Linked DNA regions of Drosophila melanogaster: region 1 is linked to region 2. The links are chromatin contacts, called in public Hi-C maps. All regions are on one chromosome and are shown on one strand. Each heading gives the region's core, a stretch centred on a gene start, on an enhancer-like site or on the middle of the called end of the contact. The rest is flanking DNA. Distances are from core to core; before and after follow the strand shown. Region 1 holds the start of Nak (Numb-associated kinase). Region 2 holds the start of fzy (fizzy).

The links. A called contact is a pair of places that touch in the nucleus more often than the background predicts.
Region 1: a Hi-C map of the Kc167 cell line shows a contact between it and region 2, with 2.3 times the contacts expected there. The contact joins the promoter of Nak here to the promoter of fzy in region 2. A contact is called at or near these places in 2 of 107 Hi-C or Micro-C datasets (both in the Kc167 cell line) and 1 of 6 datasets of contacts at active chromatin or transcription factors (the Kc167 cell line).

The regions. Positions count from the first base shown.
Region 1 is chr2L:18,966,357-18,972,206 of dm6, forward strand. It overlaps Nak (Numb-associated kinase), which reads right to left and starts at 2,388. Exons shown (of 8, transcript NM_057818.4): 1 at 1,897-2,388. The coding sequence starts at 2,059. Tango6 (Transport and Golgi organization 6) reads left to right here and starts at 2,672. Exons shown (of 3, transcript NM_136078.4): 1 at 2,672-2,803; 2 at 2,862-5,063; 3 at 5,124-5,648. The coding sequence starts at 2,743. The coding sequence ends at 5,626. L2HGDH (L-2-hydroxyglutarate dehydrogenase) reads right to left here. Exons shown (of 3, transcript NM_136079.3): 3 at 5,637-5,850. The coding sequence ends at 5,804.
Region 2 is chr2L:16,306,709-16,312,508 of dm6, forward strand. fzy (fizzy) reads left to right here and starts at 4,248. Exons shown (of 3, transcript NM_058153.4): 1 at 4,248-4,704; 2 at 4,798-5,119; 3 at 5,173-5,800. The coding sequence starts at 4,393. cni (cornichon) reads right to left here and starts at 4,018. Exons shown (of 5, transcript NM_001273566.1): 1 at 3,983-4,018; 2 at 3,733-3,932; 3 at 3,559-3,671; 4 at 3,292-3,435; 5 at 2,584-3,222. The coding sequence starts at 3,882. The coding sequence ends at 3,195. It overlaps CG5861, which reads right to left and starts at 590. Exons shown (of 4, transcript NM_135945.3): 1 at 233-590; 2 at 1-124. The coding sequence starts at 306. It overlaps Syx5 (Syntaxin 5), which reads left to right and starts at 638. Exons shown (of 2, transcript NM_134305.3): 1 at 638-1,621; 2 at 1,690-2,566. The coding sequence starts at 952. The coding sequence ends at 2,423.

The sequences.
Region 1 (5,850 bases), core at 1,138-3,637, 2.7 Mb after region 2:
AAAAAAAATGATCTCAATACATTAGATGCATAGACGATGCAACGATTAGGAGAATGTTTTAATATTGAAAATATTTATGGAACATTTGCTGTAAATGCACACACCATTTCTCCCTGTGTAGGCGATAGAGAGAAGTGAATAGCGGACCAGCAAATGTAACCATTTTTGCTCGACTTTGTGAAATTATGGCGTCAAATGTTAATCAATGCTGAAGGTTGCAACAGCAACAAATCAACATTGGCAAAAAGTACAGCAACAACATCCAGTAATAATAGTATGAAAAGCAACAATAACAATGCACAATTGTAGCGATGCGAGAAAACGCGAGAAGGCAATTCGAAACGCAAACGAGGGTAGAAAATACGTCTGAAGGGGCGTCAACTGCAAGGTGGGCAGTAAGCGGTTAAGGGTGGGGGCTGAGGGGTTAAGGCGGGAAAGCTTCATTCGTTAACCGTTTGTCGCTTAGTCATTTGTAATTGTTGTTGGCTGCTCAAAAATCGAATCAAAGAAAGCAGGTAAATATTGAAGGTGATTAAGCACAGTGTTACTTTGGAAGTATCCAGCATATCGAGCAGTTTAAACTTGGCTATACGCGCATTTTATTCATTGAGCATCTGCAAAAGACTCTATTTATTTTTTCTCTTTCTTAAATGAAATACCAATAGTTACGTTACTGGATTAAATGAATTAATAAATAATATATAATTTAGTTTATAATTTGTTATACTAATTCAATAACTTTAACCAAATAACCGTGTTCGTCAAACGCTCCGCCTTTTTAATTACAGGGTATGCCCGACAACAGCTGACTAATTGCCAGCGGCGCCAGCGCAGCGCAAAACAAAATTACGAATCGAGTCCGCTTGCCAAAAGTATAAAAAGTAAAAAACACTACGTAATGGCTAAAGGAAAGGTGGCGAATGGCTGGCCAGGCGGTGGGTGAGCAATCGTTAGATGATCAAATGTTGGGCGGAGGGTACTGGTGCCAGGCCAACAAGGAGGCACTTGCACTGCAGGATGATGTGGAGTGGAGCACTCCGCATTTCAAGGACAAGGACACAGCACAGGCGATTTCCTTAGGGGCGAACTTTGCCATTTAGCTCGGCGAAAGGTGAAAAACGGAAGACTGTCGGAGACAGTCGGCTGATGAGTGTTGGTCTTGCCGCTTCATTGGCTAAATTAACATAATTGATTCAATTGATTTGTGGCCATGTGTAGTGGCTACGGGAATTCAATGGGTATTCCATGGAAAAACCAACCAGAACCGTAACTGTGTTTGTACAGTCGGGTTTCTCTAACGCGGACACCCATTTGTCACAATAGAAATGCTGGCATTTCTGGTTTTGGCAAAAATAAACTCTTTAAAGACTGACATAAATTTGGACGAAATATCTGCACGCCATTAGAGAGCCGAGTTATGGACATAAATATGTAGTTCTATGCCAAGGGCAAAATTGCAGTTCAATTAGTTGGAATTTAGGTTACAAACCAGTATTTAGTATTCATAATTAATGAAATAATTTAAAATGTTTTACAGTTTTATTAAAAGATAATATATCAAAGTCAGATTTTAGCTGTTTTGAGTTTAACATCTTATACAGAAATTATTGGGAGTAATTTATTTGGATTTAATCGGAAATGCGACAAGTGGTGTCCCCAATTATGGAGGATACGCAGCTGATTTTTATGCTCTCTAGCGCTTTGAGTACGCCCCACATTTGGGAGTTCTCGCGCTGAAGGGGTTTATCTAATCTGTGACGAGGGGCGAGACCGAAAAGCGGACGGCAGGCTACTGCCCACCTGTAAATCAGGCAGGTGATAAGCATAATCGCGGGCGACGTGTTGTAGGTAGGGGAATGGGAGCACATATATAAGAGTGTATATATAGTCGTCTACCTTCTGCCAGGACATCCTCCACGGTGACCGTGACGCGTCCCACTGTGAAGACCTTGCCCACGAAGCTGTTCTTCTCGTTCGAGGACGACGAGCTGCTGCTGTTGGGCGGATTCTCCAGTCGAGAGTTCTCATTGCGCTCGAACTTAGACAGGATTTTCTTCATTTTCCCCCGATTTTCACTAGAAAATGTTTACTGCCCCAGCAGCACAACACACACACACACACTCGCGAGCACACACGCACACTAGCTAACACGGTCTTAATTGCCTGCGCGTAGGTGTTTTTGGCAATTTTTAATTTTGCGAGGGCGGCTGACGGTGGGCGGGGCGTCGGTGCCGCTGGCCAATTAATCCACTTTCGAGTCGTATCGGCTAGCTGAATAAAGCTATTCTGCGCACTTTGTGTTTTTGCATGCACACACACAATGCAGTGGAAAAAGAAAGTTGTTCGATTTTCCTGCTGCTCTCGAGTTGTTGGGCCAGTGTGACCAGGGCGCTTTGCTGCAGTCAGATGCGCAACCCGCGGCTGGTGCAGCCGCCTATCGATATATAGATAAGTTGGTTGCAATCTCGAAATTCTGAAAACAAGGAAATCCCCGTTTACAAAATAGGTTTTATGATAACAATTTTTTGTAATTTGATCCAATTTAAAAAGATAATATGGTTCTACTTTCAATAAAACATATAGCTACAGTTGCATTAAACTATCGCGCAGTTTTAATTAGCTATGCTGCCAACATCGTGTTTCCCTTATCAATATGTTATCGATTGTGCTGGTGCAATTGTAAACAAGCATCTCTAGCAAATGGTCGCTAAATTCGCAAAATTGTAGTTTGCTGGGATAACAATGATAAATACGGCCAAGTACTTTGCTCTTCTAGAGAGTTTAAGGTTTAGTAAAGCTCTAGGTAAATTGGTTAACATCATATAATAATTGTAGTATCCCTAATACTAATATTTCGACAGCAAATACGGCGAATAACTCAGGGACTGCCGAAGCCTTGGAAATCAACCTGCGAATTTTGGAAAAATATGCTAAACTCGAGATTGGTCAGCAATTGCATGAGCTGTGCCTGGAATATCAGTTAACAGACGATCACGAATCTAGTATTGATCCCGATTCGGATCGTACTATATGCTATATAATAAGATTGCAACATGTGCTACATTCGATCATGAGGAACATTAATTTCCACAGCGACGCCAAGGAGGATCTTATTTCGGTAGCGCACCTGAAATTGTGTATCCAGGCTTCCCAAGAATTATCATATTACTCGCTTCGATGCCAGCTACATGAGGATTTCTACAAGTCGCCCATCTTTTGTGAGGCTCAGGGGAAAATCAAAGCTAACTTTTCATTGATGCTTCTAAGCATTCAGTTCTTTATTAATCTACTGCATATTCGACAATACCACATAGCCAACTCGATGGAGCTGGTGCAAAGGGATCTACTGGCGGCCATTGTGAGTCTACGTGTGCAGCAAGACTCTCCACTGCTGGATAAGGCTATAGCCTACCTCTGGCAATATGAATCCAAAGCAGATTTCTTTCGCAACATCTTGCTTTTTAAAGCTACGACTCTCTGCCCAACTCTGGCCCAATTATTGCACCGTCAACTCTTAGGAAAGCTTCACTTACCCCAAGGATTTGCTAGTCTTGTTGAGGCCCTGCATCAAAATCCCAATGTGAATTCTTCCAGAAATGCGGAAATTGTGGCTAGTATTGTGGCCAGAAAAGGATTTTCTCAGTTAGCGCAAGAGAAGATGGTTCTCCAGGTGCTAGAATATTGTAAGTTCTATCTGCAGAATGCGGACAAAATGTGCGCCGGTGTCCTATCGCTCAGAAGACTTTACGATTTAAGTGATACAAATCAAAAGCTGATAAAAGAAATATTATTCAAACACTGGGAAACGCTTTGTAACCCAGAAGACATTATTAATGGCCTTATCTTAATGGATCACCAGGAACTGTGCAATCGCATTCTCTTATGGCAGCATCTCTTTTGTTCTTCAACCGTAGCTTGCTTACCCAGTAATCTACTCGTTCCCTACCTTCCTTTGCTGCTCCAACTCTACGATGGCCTTCCAATGGAATTACCGGCGTCATCGCAGATTTCTGCCATTATTTTGCGTTGTCTGGACAACAGAGAAATGAAAAACGAATTACCTGCGATACTCCAGAAGCTGTTTAAATGGGAAATTGAGAAGGAACCTCCTTGGAAGTGTTTAAACCCACGCATTATAATCCTGCCTTCCATGAACACAACTCAAATTCAGGTTAAAGTAGCTCACAAAGATCATCTAGCAGATCACGATATGGGCAGAATATTGCCCGGTCTACTCACATCAAGCTCTCATCATTCCCTCACCTGCAAAGTTTTCCTCTCTCTTCTGGGCTTCATAGCTAAACAGATAAATGATAAATCTTCAGCCAGCGTAGATTTTATTTCATCAGAAGCAGAGCTCAAAGACTTTCTGCACTCCAAATATCAACTGAAGCTAGATTTGCTCATTGCTTTAAACCAAATGGTAGCCCACCAACCATTAAGAGCTCAGCTATCACAACATACCAAGGAGCTTCTACATATACTAAAAGACTTGCTTGTCCACCGATCTAGAGAGCAAGATACCACGGATCAGATCCTACTTCTCGTTCTAAACCTCTTGCAGGAAATTCTTGAGGGCAGTGAGAATATTCAACTTTCAGAGGCCTGTAAGGAACTGAAAGAACAATTGCACCTGTTGGGTACTCGATCTTCCAACCCTCTTATCCAGCAATCTGTAAAATCATTGCTTACAATAATTCACGGCGCATGGCGACCAAGTGAGGCTGTTAAAATACAACCTTTTCAAAGAGCTCGGTCCTTGATAGAGGAAAAACAATCCCACATGCAAGTGTATGGAATTCAGATGATGATTGATTTGCTGAAAAAAAGAGATCCTGCTACCTTAGCGCAGGGTCAACTTATCATAGCGTTAGCCCTGACCACTCTCAAGGATAAGGAATCCTACACCTTCTTAAATTGTGTTCGGCTCTTTGTGTCGCTTGTTCATGTGATGGAGTCCGATGTGCTGGACAAATTGAGTGATGAGTACCTATCAGAGACGGCTCACTTAGACTACCGCCTCGTAGTGGGTGAAGCTATTCTGAAAGTCGCTCAGGAGTTGGGTAAGCAATGTTCTACACAGCTAAGAATAACTCCTAAACTTTCATACTAATCCCATCCAGGTCCTCTTTGCTTTCGATACAAGGCTGTTCTTCTCAACTGCTTCATGTACGGCTCCCGGTCTCCTGTTCACGAATTCCGGATGTCAGCCTTTGCCAATCTTGCCCAGCTTTGTCGCCTTTTGGCCTTTCAAGTGCAGAACTTCTTCCACGAGTTACTCCAACTTGTTAATAGCGAATTAACCACCGGAGGATATGTTCCCTCTAAGCGTGCAGCAGTCCTGGTCTTAGCTGAACTATTAAACGGCATGGAGAACCTTCTGGATTACCAGGAAATGTTACTCCCCATTTATCGCCTTTTAAAAGCGATTGAAGCGGATGAATCCTGTGATCCTCAAATGCGTCAGCATGCTGCAAACGGTCTGAAAATTTTAAACAAAAAGTGCACAAAACTGATACAATCTGCCTTGGAGGAGAAATCATTACAGAAGCAGATTAAGGTGTTGGGCATTAAGGACGATGATTCACCTCAAAGAAGAAACCGACATATACTGGAACTGAATTAAAGGCTATCTTAGAAACCTACACAAGTTTTAATTTTGTTTTATACACAATAGATCAATATTACAGTTTCGAAAAGAAATGCGATAGTGGCGAATCAGTACAGACATTACTGACATAAAGGCAGAACAGAAAATAGGACTTAGTTTTGGACTTTGGTTACATTATTTGGGATAGAGGCATCACTTGCCGATAGAGAACTCATTCTCGATCTTGTCTGCGATCATCT
Region 2 (5,800 bases), core at 2,998-5,497:
CTCGCCGCTGGAGGATGGAGCGTCCGAGTAGAAGAATGTGGCCAGCACCAGCATCTTGACGAGCTGTGTGAATATATAAATGCCTCCCGCCTGCACGCACTTCCAGAAGGCTCCATATTCTGATCTGTGATTAAATAATAAGCCGGGAAAGTTCACAAATAGTTTTTTATTGACCTGGTAGAGCTGCGGACTTGGCAGTCGGCAAATCACCAGTAACCAGAAGTAAACTCACAGGCCGGAGTATTTATAGGTGAAGTAGTACGGCGTCAGCAGGGCCACACAATTTCCAAAGTGATACAGTGTCATTTTCTTTGATAAATTATGGCTATTTTATTTTGGCTTAATTAAGAGAAGAATTAAAAGTTGAAAAGAAAAAAACTAGCGTTGCTTGCCGTGGGTTATCGATATGTGCTTAACAGGGCTGACGGCATGTCAGGCAGACTATAAAAAACAAGCTAGTTTTGCAGACAATATTTTACAATAAATATTTTAATAATAACTATTATAAATAAATATTTTGAAATATTGGAAAACGTGTGTCTTTCCGAACGAAAAGAAGTAGCAACTGTTTTAATCTGTTTCGTGCCTATCGATAGTTGCTTAAATATCAACACGTCATCGTAATCTATCATCTGGAGGTGTGTTCGTGTGTGTGAGAAGAGTGTGTGTGTGTGCGTTTGAGTGAGTTTTCTGCAACCTTTAGCAATTATTATGAATTTTTTGACAAAACCATTGGGAAATACTTGAACGGAGACCAAATTTTACTTTGTTTAGGACACACAAACCTGCCAGCTAAGTGACGAGCCAAACATCAAACGGTAAACCAGTGCATTAAAGGAGAAAAACAAAGGGGAAATTTTCGCAAAGAAAAGTCCAACAGATCATTTCGTTCGTGTGCATATGAAAAACAGCAACGTCAACTCCCTGGTAAAAGCTGCAATCTGAAATGAGATGCAAACCCGAAGACGCCTTCATCAAACAGACCAGCAGGATTACAGCAGTAGCAGTACCTATACCATTCAAGAGGATCAACAGGGAGGAGCAGGCGCAGGATCTGTGGGCACGGGAACAGCTGGCGGATCGGTAGGACTATTAGCACAGTCCCTGGTTCCACCACCAACTGGTCACGAGGCGGCCATCCACATTGGAGACAACTACCAGTCGGGCGATTCCATTTCCACTCCCGATTACTCCGACGACAAGTACGGCAAGGCGGCCCGCCAGTGGAACCTACGCGCCTTCTCGGGCCACGCACTGCGCACTTTAAGTGCCGCTGCCGCCGTGGTCACCGGCAATCAACCGGGCATCAATAACGATAGCCAAAGCAACTATAGCTACCCCGCTTCCATTCCGACTAGTTCACAGTTTTACCAATCGAAGGAGGAGCCGCAGGAAACGGAACCCGAACCAGAAATATTCGTCATGGCCGCACGCGATCGAACGGGCGAGTTCGCCAATGCGATTCGTTCCCTGCAGGCTCGAAATATCACCCGGGCAGTGAATATACGCGATCCCCGCAAAGCTAAGCAGGTTCAGAGCTACTCGGAGTTCATGATGGTCGCCAGGTTTATTGGCAAGAACATAGCCAGCACCTACGCAAAACTGGAGAAGCTCACAATGTGTAAGTACATGTTTTAGTAACCCCTTAAAGTCATATTCAAAACTTTAAAATTCCCATCTTCGTTTTAGTGGCCAAAAAGAAGAGCTTATTTGATGACAGACCGCAGGAGATTCAGGAGCTGACCTATATCATCAAAGGCGACCTAAATGCCTTAAATCAACAAATTGCCCGACTGCAGGACATCTCCAAGGATCAGCGGCGTCACACAAACGGCAAGCATTTGGTGTCACATTCCTCTAACATGGTACTGGCCCTGCAATCGAAACTGGCCAGCATGAGCACGGACTTCAAGCAAATCCTGGAGGTGCGCACGGAGAACCTCAAGCAGCAGAAGACGCGACGTGATCAGTTTAGCCAGGGACCAGGTCCGTTGGCCGCGCACACCGTCTCCCCCTCGACAGCCAAGCAGGGATCTTTGCTTCTCAGCGAGGAAAACCAAGCGGTCAGCATAGATATGGGGAGCAGCGATACCACACCACTCCTATCAACCCAGACACAGATGGCCATCTACGATGATTCCGATAATTACGTCCAGCAGCGGGCGGAGACCATGCAAAATATAGAATCTACCATCGTTGAGCTCGGCGGAATATTCCAGCAGCTGGCACATATGGTTAAGGAGCAGGAAGAGATCGTGGAGCGTATTGACACGAATGTGGCGGATGCGGAATTGAATATTGAGGCTGCCCATGGGGAGATCTTGAAATACTTTCAATCCGTCTCCAAAAATCGCTGGCTGATGATCAAAATCTTCGGCGTTCTCATATTCTTCTTCTTGTTCTTCGTTGTTTTTATGTCGTAATCAAACGCCAGTTGCCCATTAAAAGCCCCATGTACCTATCCATGTATACAGCTTTTTATTTTAATCAAGATTCAATCACAATATTGTTTATTCCAAGCTGTGGCCTCCCGAAACGATTGTAAAATAAAGTTATAAATACGTTCTAAAGCAAAATACATTTATTTTAGCATGTGGTTCTTTGGTGAATTTTTCCATTCTAATGGAAGCTCTAAAATTAAATATAATTTCCAAAATATAAAGCCGAATGATAAATATGTTTGCTGATGTAAGAAACTTGTATATTACCTTAGAAAACGTGTAATGCAAGTATCAAATTGGAGAGAGACTATATCTATGTTTGCCCTGCTGATAAGGTTTAAGTGCCCTTTCATAATCTTTATTATCTTAAGTGCTCGTTGCTCCATGTTCGTCGTGTTTAGCCAAAAATTCCGCTGTCCCTCATGCTAAACAGAAAAATGAAAATTGGTTACATTGATTTGACTTTTATTTAATGCTTAAAATCCAACTACACCAAAGATGCGATATGCAAAAAATAATCAAAATAAAAACATGTTACAATCTCTTACTGCAGAAAAGTATTACAAATTGTATGAAAAAAACAAAGCTTCAAGATGTCTTTATGGATTTACACTAGAATTTACAAGTGAAGTATTGTTCGCGGTTGATGGGGACTCTTCCCCAAAAAAGGAAGTCCTCTACCCGAGTTTAGACAACTAATACACGACGCTGATGCGTTGGCGCCAACACTGAGATCCCCAGGCAAGAGCTTGCCTATGTCGAGATGAGCGAATAAACCATGCTAAAATTAGCAATTAGAAACGTTAGACAAATGAGGACCCTGGCCACAATGAATCTCAATTAGACTTACCCGTATATGTAGTAGAAGAAGCTAATCAGATAGACGGCCAGTTTAATCCAACCCTCACGCATGTTCCGGTACAAAGTATCGGTTTTCAGGACCGTGGTGGGATCATAAAGTCCGGGTCCCGACATCACAGGGCGGTTTTTGTAACTGAAAGCGATAGGGGTATTACAAAGCATGAGTGCTTAAGGGTGCTTATGTTGGGCTTGGGTGAATCTTGATCTCCTCGGATCTCAAATCACATTATATCACACGGTCAAATGAGTCACTTACCGCCAAATATGATAGGCTATGAGGGGTATGTTGATGCATAGCGAAAACCATTCGCCGCAGAACAAGAAGAGCAAGTTCAGAAAGATGTGCAGAAGGTATTCGGGCAAAACCAGCTGAAATGCAAACACATACATTACAGGGCGCACTGCGGGTGTAAGCAGTAAGTTTACTGACCGGATTGAGGCTATTGCACTGATCAATTGGGTTCTTATAATCCGTTTTAAGTTCGTCGAATGCAATGACATGAAATATGGCGAAAAATATCAAGAATGCATCCCCGATCAGGGCCACTATGTACGTGAAGGCGGTGAAGTTGAAGGCCATCTTGTAAAATCGCTGGAGCACGTCTTCCAGGTGCTAATCAAAGTGACTTGCTAATTATTATCGTAAAATTCGGCTTTGCAATTGTAGCGCTGGGACTCACTTGTTTTTTTTTTACAAGGGCGGCGATGATGACAGCTGTGCGCCAGGGATGCACTAATCTAAACGATCAGGCAGCACAGATGTACGGTCACATTGCAAATGAGGCTAATAAATAATCAGCTATCCATTATAAATCAAATATAATTTCATTTAAAGAAGCAATTTTAATTTCTAACGAATTATAATGTTTTGTATTAATTTTAATTCTCTGGTAATTTTCTCTACGCACAAAAAATACCACTAACAGTTAGCCGATGCGGTCACACTACATTTCCAAATCGAACCGCCATTTGTGTTGCATCTCGAAATCTGGAAAAAATTCGATCCAAGTGTTCTATGAGCTTCTGTTTTTTAATAATAATAAATAAATAAATTCGATAATCAACTGACACCAGAAAAGAGCGGAACACAATGTCGCAGTTCAATTTTGTGAGCGATTTGCAGAATGCTCTCATCATGGACGGCGAGACGCGCGGACCTGCGCCCAGGTGGAAGAAGAAGCTGGAGGCGTCTCTAAATGGAAGTGTGAATACCACTCGGTCGGTGCTATCCGTCTCGTACAACACCAGTTTCTCGGGTGTCCAGGCGCCCACGAAAACTCCGGGCAAGAGCAGCGAGGGCAAGACCAAGAAGTCCAACACCACGCCCTCTAAGACGCCAGGAGGCGGAGATCGCTTTATTCCGAATCGGGCGGCTACCAACTTTGAGTTAGCACACTTTCTGGTAAGGATTCCACTCATCCCTCCATCCCGCCCTGTAAGGGCATCCTTATTCCAGACCCCTTAAGAATTTATTGACCACCTGACCATCTATTAGGTGAACAAAGACTCCGGCGATAAGTCCGATGAGGAGAACGACAAGGCCACCTCGAGCAACAGCAACGAGAGCAATGTCCAGGCTTCGGCTCACAAGGGCGACCGGCAGAAACTCATCTCTGAAGTGGCCCAGGTCGGTGACTCCAAGGGCGGGCGCATTTTGTGCTACCAAAACAAGGCTCCCGCTGCTCCAGAAACACACAACAATCCCCTGAAGGTCGTGTACTCCATTAAGACACCCATATCCACAAAGAGTGGCTCACGCTATATACCCACCACATCCGAGAGGATTCTGGATGCACCTGATTTTATTAACGATTACTGTAGGTCGAAGAAAACTTTTCTTTTCTTTTTTTCTACTATTGATCTCTTCCAGATTTAAATCTTATGGATTGGAGTGCCGACAATATAGTGGCTGTGGCCTTGGGCAGTTGCGTCTATTTGTGGAACGCACAGACCGGAAATATCGAGCAGCTTACGGAGTTTGAGGAGGGCGACTACGCAGGCTCGCTATCGTGGATCCAGGAGGGGCAGATACTTGCCATCGGCAACAGCACCGGTGCCGTGGAGCTGTGGGACTGCTCCAAAGTGAAGCGTCTGCGAGTGATGGATGGACACAGTGCCCGAGTGGGATCCTTGGCCTGGAACTCATTCCTGGTTTCCTCTGGCAGCCGGGATGGCACCATTGTCCACCACGATGTGCGTGCACGTGAGCACAAGCTTTCCACATTGTCCGGACACACGCAGGAGGTTTGCGGCCTAAAGTGGTCCACGGATTTCAAGTATTTGGCTAGCGGAGGCAACGACAATCTGGTGAATGTTTGGTCGGCGGCCAGCGGTGGCGTGGGAACTGCCACCGATCCCTTGCACAAATTCAACGACCATCAAGCTGCAGTGCGTGCCTTGGCCTGGTGTCCCTGGCAACCAAGTACTCTAGCCTCTGGAGGCGGCACCGCCGATCGCTGCATCAAGTTCTGGAATGTGAACAATGGCACTTTAATGAA